Regions from separate parts of the Sus scrofa genome. Here regions 1 and 2 are each linked to region 3. The links are chromatin contacts, called in public Hi-C maps. All regions are on one chromosome and are shown on one strand. Each heading gives the region's core, a stretch centred on a gene start, on an enhancer-like site or on the middle of the called end of the contact. The rest is flanking DNA. Distances are from core to core; before and after follow the strand shown. Region 1 holds the start of LOC100156375 (cytochrome c oxidase assembly protein COX15 homolog). Region 2 overlaps ENTPD7 (ectonucleoside triphosphate diphosphohydrolase 7). Region 3 holds the start of SLC25A28 (mitoferrin-2).

What was found. Hi-C and Micro-C count contacts between places; a contact is called where the count stands out from the background.
Region 1: a contact with region 3 is called in a Hi-C map of skeletal muscle, with 2.5 times the contacts expected there. The contact joins the promoter of LOC100156375 here to the promoter of SLC25A28 in region 3. A contact is called at or near these places in 4 of 47 Hi-C or Micro-C datasets (brain, heart right ventricle, liver and 1 more) and 2 of 2 datasets of contacts at active chromatin or transcription factors (alveolar macrophages and skeletal muscle).
Region 2: a Hi-C map of liver shows a contact between it and region 3, with 4 times the contacts expected there. The contact joins the enhancer-like site here to the promoter of SLC25A28 in region 3. A contact is called at or near these places in 6 of 47 Hi-C or Micro-C datasets (alveolar macrophages, blood, embryonic fibroblasts and 1 more) and 1 of 2 datasets of contacts at active chromatin or transcription factors (alveolar macrophages).

What each region holds. Positions count from the first base shown.
Region 1 is chr14:110,893,305-110,896,633 of Sscrofa11.1, forward strand. It overlaps LOC100156375 (cytochrome c oxidase assembly protein COX15 homolog), which reads right to left and starts at 1,740. Exons shown (of 9, transcript XM_001929331.5): 1 at 1,521-1,740; 2 at 135-325. The coding sequence starts at 1,610. CUTC (copper homeostasis protein cutC homolog) reads left to right here and starts at 1,759. Exons shown (of 9, transcript XM_021072322.1): 1 at 1,759-1,969. The coding sequence starts at 1,909.
Region 2 is chr14:110,873,628-110,876,766 of Sscrofa11.1, forward strand. ENTPD7 (ectonucleoside triphosphate diphosphohydrolase 7) reads left to right here. Exons shown (of 13, transcript XM_003359322.4): 13 at 1-3,139. It overlaps LOC100156375 (cytochrome c oxidase assembly protein COX15 homolog), which reads right to left. Exons shown (of 9, transcript XM_001929331.5): 9 at 1,987-3,139. Among named protein-coding and RNA genes, the nearest start is that of CUTC, 20 kb to the right of the region's middle. Within about 2 kb of position 1,589, at least 6 of the 83 cell types and tissues checked have an H3K27ac peak or open chromatin away from gene starts, as enhancers often do. A contact at or near this core is called in liver, where this site is marked.
Region 3 is chr14:110,804,357-110,807,534 of Sscrofa11.1, forward strand. It overlaps SLC25A28 (mitoferrin-2), which reads right to left and starts at 1,275. Exons shown (of 4, transcript XM_003133165.4): 1 at 839-1,275. The coding sequence starts at 1,129. It overlaps LOC110256623 (a long non-coding RNA gene), which reads left to right and starts at 1,375. Exons shown (of 2, transcript XR_002338384.1): 1 at 1,375-1,658; 2 at 2,244-3,178.

The DNA of each region.
Region 1 (3,329 bases), core at 490-2,989, 89 kb after region 3:
GATCCCTCTGTAGGCCTTCGTTTCTGCGTATGTAAAATGTGGGACTAGACGATTTCTAAGTTCCCTCCCCCTCCCCCATCCTGCATTTCTACTGATGACACAAATAGCTGACGCACTATGAACAAATTACTCACCTAGTTACTCCACCAAGAATAACTGCTCCAGCCACTGTTCCACTGCAGACCAGGAGCCATCGGCCCACCACCCGCTCAGCAGCCTTTGAAGGAAGGGACACTGTACCCCTTCCAGACTGCAAACCTACTTCAGTGATGGTGCTATATTGCCCTGGCCTCAAGGAGTGCCTGATCCCACAGCTGCAACCACACTAAAGACCAAGACAGACAAATTAAAACTGGAGAAAGAAGGAAAGACCTCACTCTACTACTACTCACACTCAATCTCACTTTGGTGTGGAGTACCCTCAATGGCCACATCTCCATTGCTACAGCCCTGGAAAATCATCTCTTATCTGGACTTCTGCATCCACCCTCCAACTGGTTTCCCTCTTCCAATCCATCCTGGCACTACATGAACCTTTTGGTCTCTGCATACTTCCCCCGGACTTAACTCTACACCTAAATATGGACTATTTTCTCTCTCCTATGGGCCTTTAAACGATTTTTTCTCTGACTGGGGCACAACTTGTCTCCTGATTGACAATAACTACTGCAGGTCTCAGCTTAAATGTCACTTCCTTTAGGAAGTGTTTGAAGACTCCTACATGTCTCCAATGGGTCACTCCCACAGCACACTGCACCTCTCCATCACACACTGTAATGTACCACTCAGTACACAGAGATTTGTCTTTATCTCCCACCAGCTTTGAACTGTAGCACAGTGTGGTCAGTCTGGCTCTTTTCCTCCTGAAATCTTTGTTCAAACACAGTTCCGGTACATAACAAGATCTTAATAAAGATTTGACAAATGAATGAACTGTGATTTCCTCTAGGGTAGGAGACTTTTGGTATTTTATTTTTCTGCTTCCAGTTTTTAACACATAATAATCACTCAATAATTTTTAGTTTGGCGAATACACACCCTCTTCTGACCCTATCCCTAAGAGTCCAAAGACCCATGTTTGGGTTTCCTGCTTCTAATTAACTTAGACAATTTAAATTAAGTCTCAAACTCTTTCCCTGTAGAATGGGGTTATAGTCGCTAATCTGACTTTTTGAGCAAAAATTAAAAATACGGGTAAAAATTACTAAGCTTTTACTATGTGCTAAGCCTCGATATATATTATTTACTCCTCACAGCAACCCTTATGAAGTAGCTGTTCTCCTCATCTTGAAGATGACTAAACTGAGGCACGGAAAGGTTTCCCAACTTGACTAACATCACACAGCTAGTAAATGGTAGGTCCGGATCCGGACGCAGGGGCCCTGAACACAACGATGCATGTTGTTAACTCCAAGTAGCTATGGAAATGTGATCTGTGAGAATTTGCTCTCTCTCTCCAAGCCGAACCCTTTCACCCCATGCCCGCTTCCGCGACTCAAGAGTCCGCTGCGGTGCGGTACCTGCGTCCTAGGCGCCGCCCTAGGAACCAGGAGTCGGAGACACGGGTTCCCCATCAAGACCTTCAAGGGCGGAAGGAGTAATCGCTGCATACTAGCAACAGTGCACAACCTCCGCCTTCACCCCCTGACTCTCAGTAGTCTCCTTTCTCCGCCACCGACTGGAGAAGCACTTCCGGGTCACGCAGATGCGCCCTTCCTTTTCAGAGGCCCTGGCAAGCAGAGACTGCGCCTGCGCTAGCGACAGGGCTCTCGCGGGGGCTGCTGGGGCGTGGGCGTCGGTGACGCGCAGGGGTGCGCGCAGCCGTAAGGACGCGCTTCTCCAGTCGCGCGCCGGGACCCAGACTTTCGAGTGGGAACGGTAGACGCGCGAGGGAGGAACCCGTGGAGCATGAAGAGGCAGGGGGCCTCCTCGGAGCGGAAACGGGCGCGGATACCCTCCGGGAAGGCCGGTGCGAAAGGGGGCGGGGAAAGGGCTGTCCCTGAGTTCGCTTTTGGGTGTGGGCCGGGCTGGCTGGGGGTCTGGCCCGTGGATTAATTGCGACTTCTCTGGCAATAGTTTCTCGTGCTCTTGGAAATGTGTGGAAACCGGGGCGCTGGCGGGGAGAGCGGCCTGGCTCTGGAACTAGATGTGTGGGTTCGAATCCCGGAGCTACCGCGTCTCGTCATGCGACCGTGTTCAATTTTGTTAACTTCTCTCCGCCTCGCGTTTCCCATTCACACGAGGATACCGTTGCCTCCGTTACCCCGTTGCTGTGATGGTTCGATATCGAGCGCCGAGCTCAGTGCCTTACCTGTGGGGACCGCTTAATAACCTGTAGCTGCTGCAGCGGAGGCGGGGATTGTCTCTAAAGCGACACCGCTACCAAGTGGTAGAGCTTGTCTGCCGCAAGTCCCAAGTTCTTCCTGCCGCGCCAGCGTGGGATGGCTTGGCAGGTGCTAGGAAATTTGCCAGGTCCCTGCCTGCCTCCTACATGAACTCTTGGTTCCTCCAAACCAGTTGTTGTCAAACTTTTGGGTCTCAGGACTCCTTTACCCTCCTAGAAAATTGAGACCTTGTATTTATTATCGGTAATGGCCATGTTAGAACTTTTTAAATCATTTTTTATGGCCACAACCACAGCATATGGAATTTCCCGGGCCGGGAAATAGACTGGGAACTGCAGATGTGAACTACTTGGGAGCTGAGGCAACCACTGCCCCAGGGCAGGTATTGAACCCACGCCTCCACAGCCACCCCAGCCCCCTGTGTTTAGATTCTTAACCATGGCAGAAACTACAGAAATTTTTAAATTTAATTTTTAATTGAAATATAGTAGATTTACAACGTTGTGGGCCATATTAGAAATTAAAACAGGAATTTTTTTAAATGTTAACTGAAAAAACATAATAAATCCATTACATATTAGCACAAATAAAATTTTTTTTATGAAAAAAATCACAGCTTTCCTAAACAAAGACTATTGAGTGAGAAAAGTGCCAATGTTTTGTGTTTTTGCAGATCTCTTTAATATCTGGCTTAATGGAATTCTCATACCTGCTCCTGCATTCAGGTTACCTCCAGAAACTCCACTCCACTTGTGAGAGAATGAAAGTGAAAAAGGCAAATAAAATCTTAGCATTATTATGTAAATAATTTCCACTGCACACTCTGAAAGTGTCTTGGTGGCCCCTAGTCCGTAGCTAACTGGTCTACCACACTTTGTGAACTGCTGCTCCAAACAAATGTCCTCTTCTTTGATCCCTACAAAGAGCTTCCTTTTGTAGGACAGCTACGTTAACTCTGCCTTTTTTCATAGTCTTTGGTGTGCA
Region 2 (3,139 bases), core at 339-2,838, 70 kb after region 3:
TACCTAGTTGGCCAACAGTGACCACATTTGTGTGCTCAGAATGAAGTTGAAGCATGGAGGTGATGGTGACTAGTCCAGTCGGAAAGCATTTATTAATAAAGTTATTCTTCATTCTGCTTATGATAATAGTAACTACCTGTAGCAAAGCACTTAGAGTGTACCAGATATTCCATTAAGAATTGGATCTGGTGTTGCTGTGGCTGTGGTGTAGGCTGGCTGCTGCAGCTCCAATTCAACCCCTAGCCTGGGAACTTCCATATGCTGCAGGTGTGGCCTTAAAAAAAAAAAAAAAATGGTATAGTAAAGAATTTTATGTATGTTATTTAATCATCATGACCACCTTTCAGATTGATATTACTTTGTTCTTTTTATAGTTGAGAAACTCAGGATACCTGTTTATCTTTTTTCCATATAAATGTATTTCTTATTTATTTTAACTAGTCTTTGAATTTTAGTGTGTTATATCCTGTTTATTATTTTAATATCATAGGATCTAGGCTTGTCTTTATTCCCATGAGTAGATGGCTCAGAGTTCATGGTATAAAAACAAGGACACATTTGCATTGTACCACTCAGAAAAACTGAGTATCTGCTCCTTGGTACTGTGCTTCTTCCATTGCTCCCAATTAAAAACTTTCAATGAAATCTCAGTAGCTAGAAACAGAAACCATTAAAACCTTGCTGAGGAGCAATTATATATATTGCCTTCTTATAATGAAATACTCCTACTTAGAGAATCAGACAGTCCATCTTACATTTAACCCCCTTTTAGCCCTCTATTTTTAAAGATGTCTTTTTCATTTCCATTTCTGCATTTTGTGTGGTTCCCCTGTGAAAATAATGATGGTTTCATAAAATTTACATTCCACTGGTTCCTTTGAATCTTATCAAGCAGTTTTCTTTATAACAGCAGCAGTGACCCTGAACTGTTCTAGTGCTTTTATTACTGGGATATGTCACAAATGTCAAAATTGAGTCAGTGGCTTATAGGAGTGAGGCTTTATTATTCTTTGCACTGGCACCATCTATCACTTTTCTCTGAATTCTTGTCATGAGAACATAATGAAAATATGTATAATACCCAATTATATGGCATTACATTCACTTAAGTTGCTGCTAGCTCTAAGCCAAACTATACCATCTTTCTCTCTGTACCTTTAGCTCTTTGATTTTCCTTGTTCTAGGGAATTTTAATCAGTTTCCACCAACCTTGTATTTATTCTCCTAATGTTACTCAAAGTACTCTGCCTCTGCCCTCCTCAGCGTAAGAAATTTATTTAACTTCAAAGGCCTTAGGCAGTGATTATTAAAATGCTGTTGATTTGAGTCTGCCATGCACTTGCTAAGCTAGTCACTAGTTAGGCATTAACATTTGTTATCACCTCCATATTTACATATTTGAGATACAATAACTGGCTTGTTGGTATTACCTAAATAGATGCTCCCACCCCACCTCTATTCTTACAGTTTTGTGTTTTGCTTTTCGTCAGTGAAAGACAAGTGGGTGGTATGATTTAGGGCAAGGAACACTGGGCTTCCGAACAGCAGACTGGATTCTAGCCCTGGCTCTGTCATTAATTAACTCTGATACCCCAGGTAAGTCACGTGCCCTCTCTGGTTCATTCGTCATCTGTAAACAAGGTGGCTAGACAAGATGATCTGAGAACAGTTGGCTTAAGGAACTAAAGGCAGGAAAGGTAGAGAAGTGACAAGTAGTTTCAGGAAGAGGATTGTGGCCCTTGGGTTTAGAAGACCAGGCTACCCAGAAGAGCCTGTGATCATCTTTACTTTATCCATAGCCCCTGGCATTAAGGTTGATGGGAATGGAGTTTCCAGTAGCAATCAGTACTCATCAGTTTCAGAAAACAAGATGTTTAAAGCTGAGATTTTAGAGATTTCTGGTTAACCCCCTTGATTTTATGGATGATGAAACTGACACTCAGAACAATAGTAATACATGCAAATGAAATGCTCATTGACAGAATCTTCCTGCAAGGCTGTTTATTTCAACAGAATACATATAAAATACAGCTGACTGCCACTAACCATGCTCAATCTTTATCACTGCTTCTGATACTCATTTGATTGCTCACATTTAAGAATAAAATATGAAAGACATACTTTGTTAGAAATAGTATCAGGTTTTCACTGCATCTATTCTAGCTTCTGGATTTCTTTCAATTCTTTAAATTTTTTTTTTTTTTTTTTGGCTTTTTAGGACCATTACCTGCAGCATACAGAAGTTACCGGGCTAGAAGTTGTATCGGAGCTGCAGGTGTCAGGCACAGTCACAGCCGCAGCAGCTTAGGATCCGAGCCGTATCTGTGACCACAGATCATGGAAACGATGGATCGTTAACCCACTGAGCGAGGCTAGGGATCAAACTTGCATCCTCATGAATATTAGCTGAGTTCGTTAATCGCTGAGCCGCAACGGGAACTCCTTAAATGTCTCTTTTTAAAATAATTTGCTCAATTTTATACAATTTTCTTAACCACAGCATCCACGCAATTCATGTTATGGTTACAATCTAAATTATTTAAGGTATAAATGTTTATTAGATCTACCTCATTAAGGAACTTGATTGTAATTACTGGGCAATTCTTAGACTCTCTTATAGAAACAGAGTGCTGTTTCTTTTTGTTGTTTTTAAACTTTTTAAAGCAATTCAGAACTAGTATCTGATTTCCCTTTTTGCTGTGGTGTGTGATGAAACTTGATTTGGAATTAAGGTAGAAGTAGTGGCGTATGTTTCAAATTCTCCCAAACTATTCTCTTAGATTATGCTAATTTCAGAGTCCTGCCATTAGGGCCAGATGCTCTGTCAAATTTCAGAAGATTTGTTGGTATTACAAAAAGTAGTTGTTAAAAAATGAGGACTTTTAAAAAAATATCCTAATAGATTTCCCTTGTATTATTACACGAGTGCTTCCTTCCCCCCCCCCCCCAGTAGTTCATTATTTCTGTTTGTCAGTACGATTATTAGAGGGATAGAGGGACACATCCTCAGACCATTTTCTCTGCAAGTCTGGGCAATAAGATCCTTTTATTTGTAAAACCGAGTCATTACTCATACTATAAGGGCTTTCTACTTTTTATATTTAACTGCTGCTTTCCATTTTTATAAAAAACAAAGTTG
Region 3 (3,178 bases), core at 25-2,524:
CATGAATCACATCCTCGTATGGATCCGATTTTATTTTCTTCACACTAACATCTACTTTCCAGTATTGCCATGCTTCCCTTCTAAGCAACTTTTCTCTTGTTGTCTACCTCAAGTGGCTAAAAAATACACCATGAGGTCCATTTCTCCTTTGAGGGCCACTGTGCTCCCTGCACATACACAATCCCCATCCCAGCTCAATTTTCATGGTCAGGAAATAGGTGGGGTATCATGCTTGCTGCATAGAGAAACCGAAACTTTTTCCTGAACATCATCTTTCCCACATTATTTCCAGTCAGGAACTCTGAATTCTGACTGCACAGTGATTTCAAATCACTCATGGGTTAAGATTTAATAAGGAAATCCTTTATCTAACTGAGAGATCCCAGATTCTGGTTCCTGCCCTGTCTCTTTTAAGGGAAAACACAGCAAGAAGCTTGTAAGAGCATTTGCCAGAGAACATCTCAAGCCATTAAGATCCTATTCAAGGTCTTCAGTAGGCTTCACCTTAATCAAGTTAGTAGCACTTACCTGCTCCCTTCCCACCCGACCCTACTCCTGTTTAGTCCCAGCAGGGATCCAGGCCTTTGGCTGACAGATTTTCTTTCCAGAGTCCCGATTCAAATCTCACTGAAGGTTAGAAAATGGTCCTGGTTCCTAACTGGAATCAATTCCTGACCGGAACCTTGCTTGCATGGAGTATGGTCGAATAGCGTGGCTGGTGACAGGAGCCAGAAAGGAACCCATGTCGGCTCCGGCTCTCGGCTGAGACCCTGACTCCGGACATGACCCAGGGGTCAGGTCAGCCCCAGGTTGGGTTCAGAACAGGTCCAGGTCTCACCTTGACGCAGTCGATGGGGTACATCACGCAGTGCTCCAGGATTCCTGCCACGGCGCCCGCCACCATGTGCGTGGTGACAGTGGCTCCAGCCGGCAGCGCCTCGTAGTCTGGGCCGGAGTCCGGATCCTGCCTTACCGGGGGCCTGCAGGCCCCGGCCTCCCCGCCGCTGGCCCCCCGGCCCACGCCCCGCTGCAGCCACCCTTCCAGCAGCGCCGACTCCCCGGGGCTCCGCCCCGGCCCCGCTGCCGGCCCCCCCGCCACACCGCCAGTACCCCGCCCCTCCAACTCCATCCACCCAGGCCAGCTGCGGCGCCCACCCCCGCTGCCGCCGCTGCCGCCGCCACTGCCGCCGCCGCCCCCCAGCCCCGTTGCGTCTGCCTCAGGCGCGGCCCAGGGAGCCCGGGGCCTCGGGCTCCCGCTTGGCCCCGAAGACACGCCCCTCAACCAGCCATTGGTGCAGCCGCCAAGATAGCCCCTCCCCTTAGTTTACGTAGAAAAAATATGTCTGTGGTATTAGTAAAGTTGCCTGTCATTCCTCCGCCCCGCGGCGTTGCTACTGCTTAGATCCCACCCCTTCCCCTTTGATCTTGGAGGTGTCTTGTTTATTGGCCATTTGATTGGCCGACATGTAAGATAAACCCGCCCTCCGACTTTTCTAGAGGGCGGGAGAAACTTAAGGCTAAACTTTGATAGGCTCAACCACTCTTGATACTTTGACCGCGGCCATTGGCCAGCACCACGTCGGAATCTGATTGGCTACAGCAAGAGGGCGAAGCGCCAGGGGCTATCGAGGCGGAATTTGGGCCCCGGACTGGCGCCGGTGAGGCTGTGGGCACTGCAGCCGGGTTTGGTGGGGTGAAGACGGGGGGGGTGGAAGGGGAGGGCGGTGCCAGGTTTTCAAGGTCAAACCGCTGACGGATGCCGTTAGGACCCGTTCTCGAGCCCCCGCCCCGAATCCCGAGACTCGAGGATCGCTTGCTGGCGGGTGGCCTTGGCTCGAGAGCTCTGTTCCCGCGGGATCTCTGGATGGCGTGGGGCGGGGCGGGCCTGGGCCGGGCATCCCCTGGCGTGGCCCGCCGACTTGTCGGTAAAACTGTTGCGACATGCTGGCAGCAGCCCGTTAAACTAAGGTCAGATCGAGAGTGTTGGTCCTTCAGGGCTGCGCGCGGGCGGACTCCTGAAGGCCTTGTGCTCTTCAGCCCCCAGTGCCTGGCACTGGGCTTGCCCCGCATTCACCCAGTAAACCCTGCAGTTGTTGAGTGAATGAGTTCTCCGGAAGCCTGCTGTTAGGTCCTACGCCAGGCAGAGAGCTGGAGGAGAAGGGAAATGTCGAAATAAGGCGGGATGATTCAGAGACGAAGACGGATGGGGAGGCCAGGCTGGTGGCAGCTGCCTATGTTTGTAGGGAAGCACAGCAACTATGTGGAAACTTGTCGGACGCACAGCTTGTCCCAGAGCTGACTCATTGGTGAACCCCTCCGACCAGTGACGGTTTCCTTCTGTGGTGAGACCGCTGTCCCTCCCAGGCGGGTGGGCTGGAGTCTCAGAGGAGAGCTCACTGGTTAGAGAACAGTTCCAGCAATTCCCAGCCTTGGGCACCATCTCCCGGACGGGACGTTGCGCAGGTGCATCGCTAAGAGTTGCCGGCTCGGTTGAGGAAGACAGACTTGGCCCACTTCATCTGCCCAGCTTCTTTAATCTCCCTTCACTGGAGCGTATTTGCACAGGTTCCCCCAGTGTTTCCAGATCTTCACTCCCTGTTTTACTGAGATGATGATGTAATTCTGAACTTTAGAAAAAAAAATCTGTTTCTAGCCTTTCTTTAAAGGTTTTTCTTTTTTCTCCCTAAGCTTAGCCCTTCTCTGCGCTTCCGGTTTTTTGAGTTTTGTTTTTGGCCATGACCCTGGCATACGGAAGTTCCCAGGACAGGGGTGGAATCTGCATCACAGCAGCAACCGCAACTGCAATGACAATGCCAGGTCTTTAACCCCGCTGAGCCACAGAGTAAATCCTGGGTTTTGTTTTTTTAACTAAAAAAAACCCCCAAAACCTCATTCTCTTCCTCTTTGGCAGTGGCTATTTAACCTTTTGATCTCAACCTTTTGGAAAATAATGAAACTACAAATCCTCTTCCCCCCACTGCCCACCCCCTTGCACACACAAAATTATGCTTTCTGAGTTTGCAGAGTCCCTGAAGGTGACTCCTGGACCCCGTAGGGATCCATTAACTTCAGGTTAAGAACCCTAGGTTTCACACAAAGAAACCCGCTCAATCCAGCTAGAGTGTTGATTCCCTTTGCTACTCACTACCACTGCAGTAATGAGTACCTGCTAAGTCCT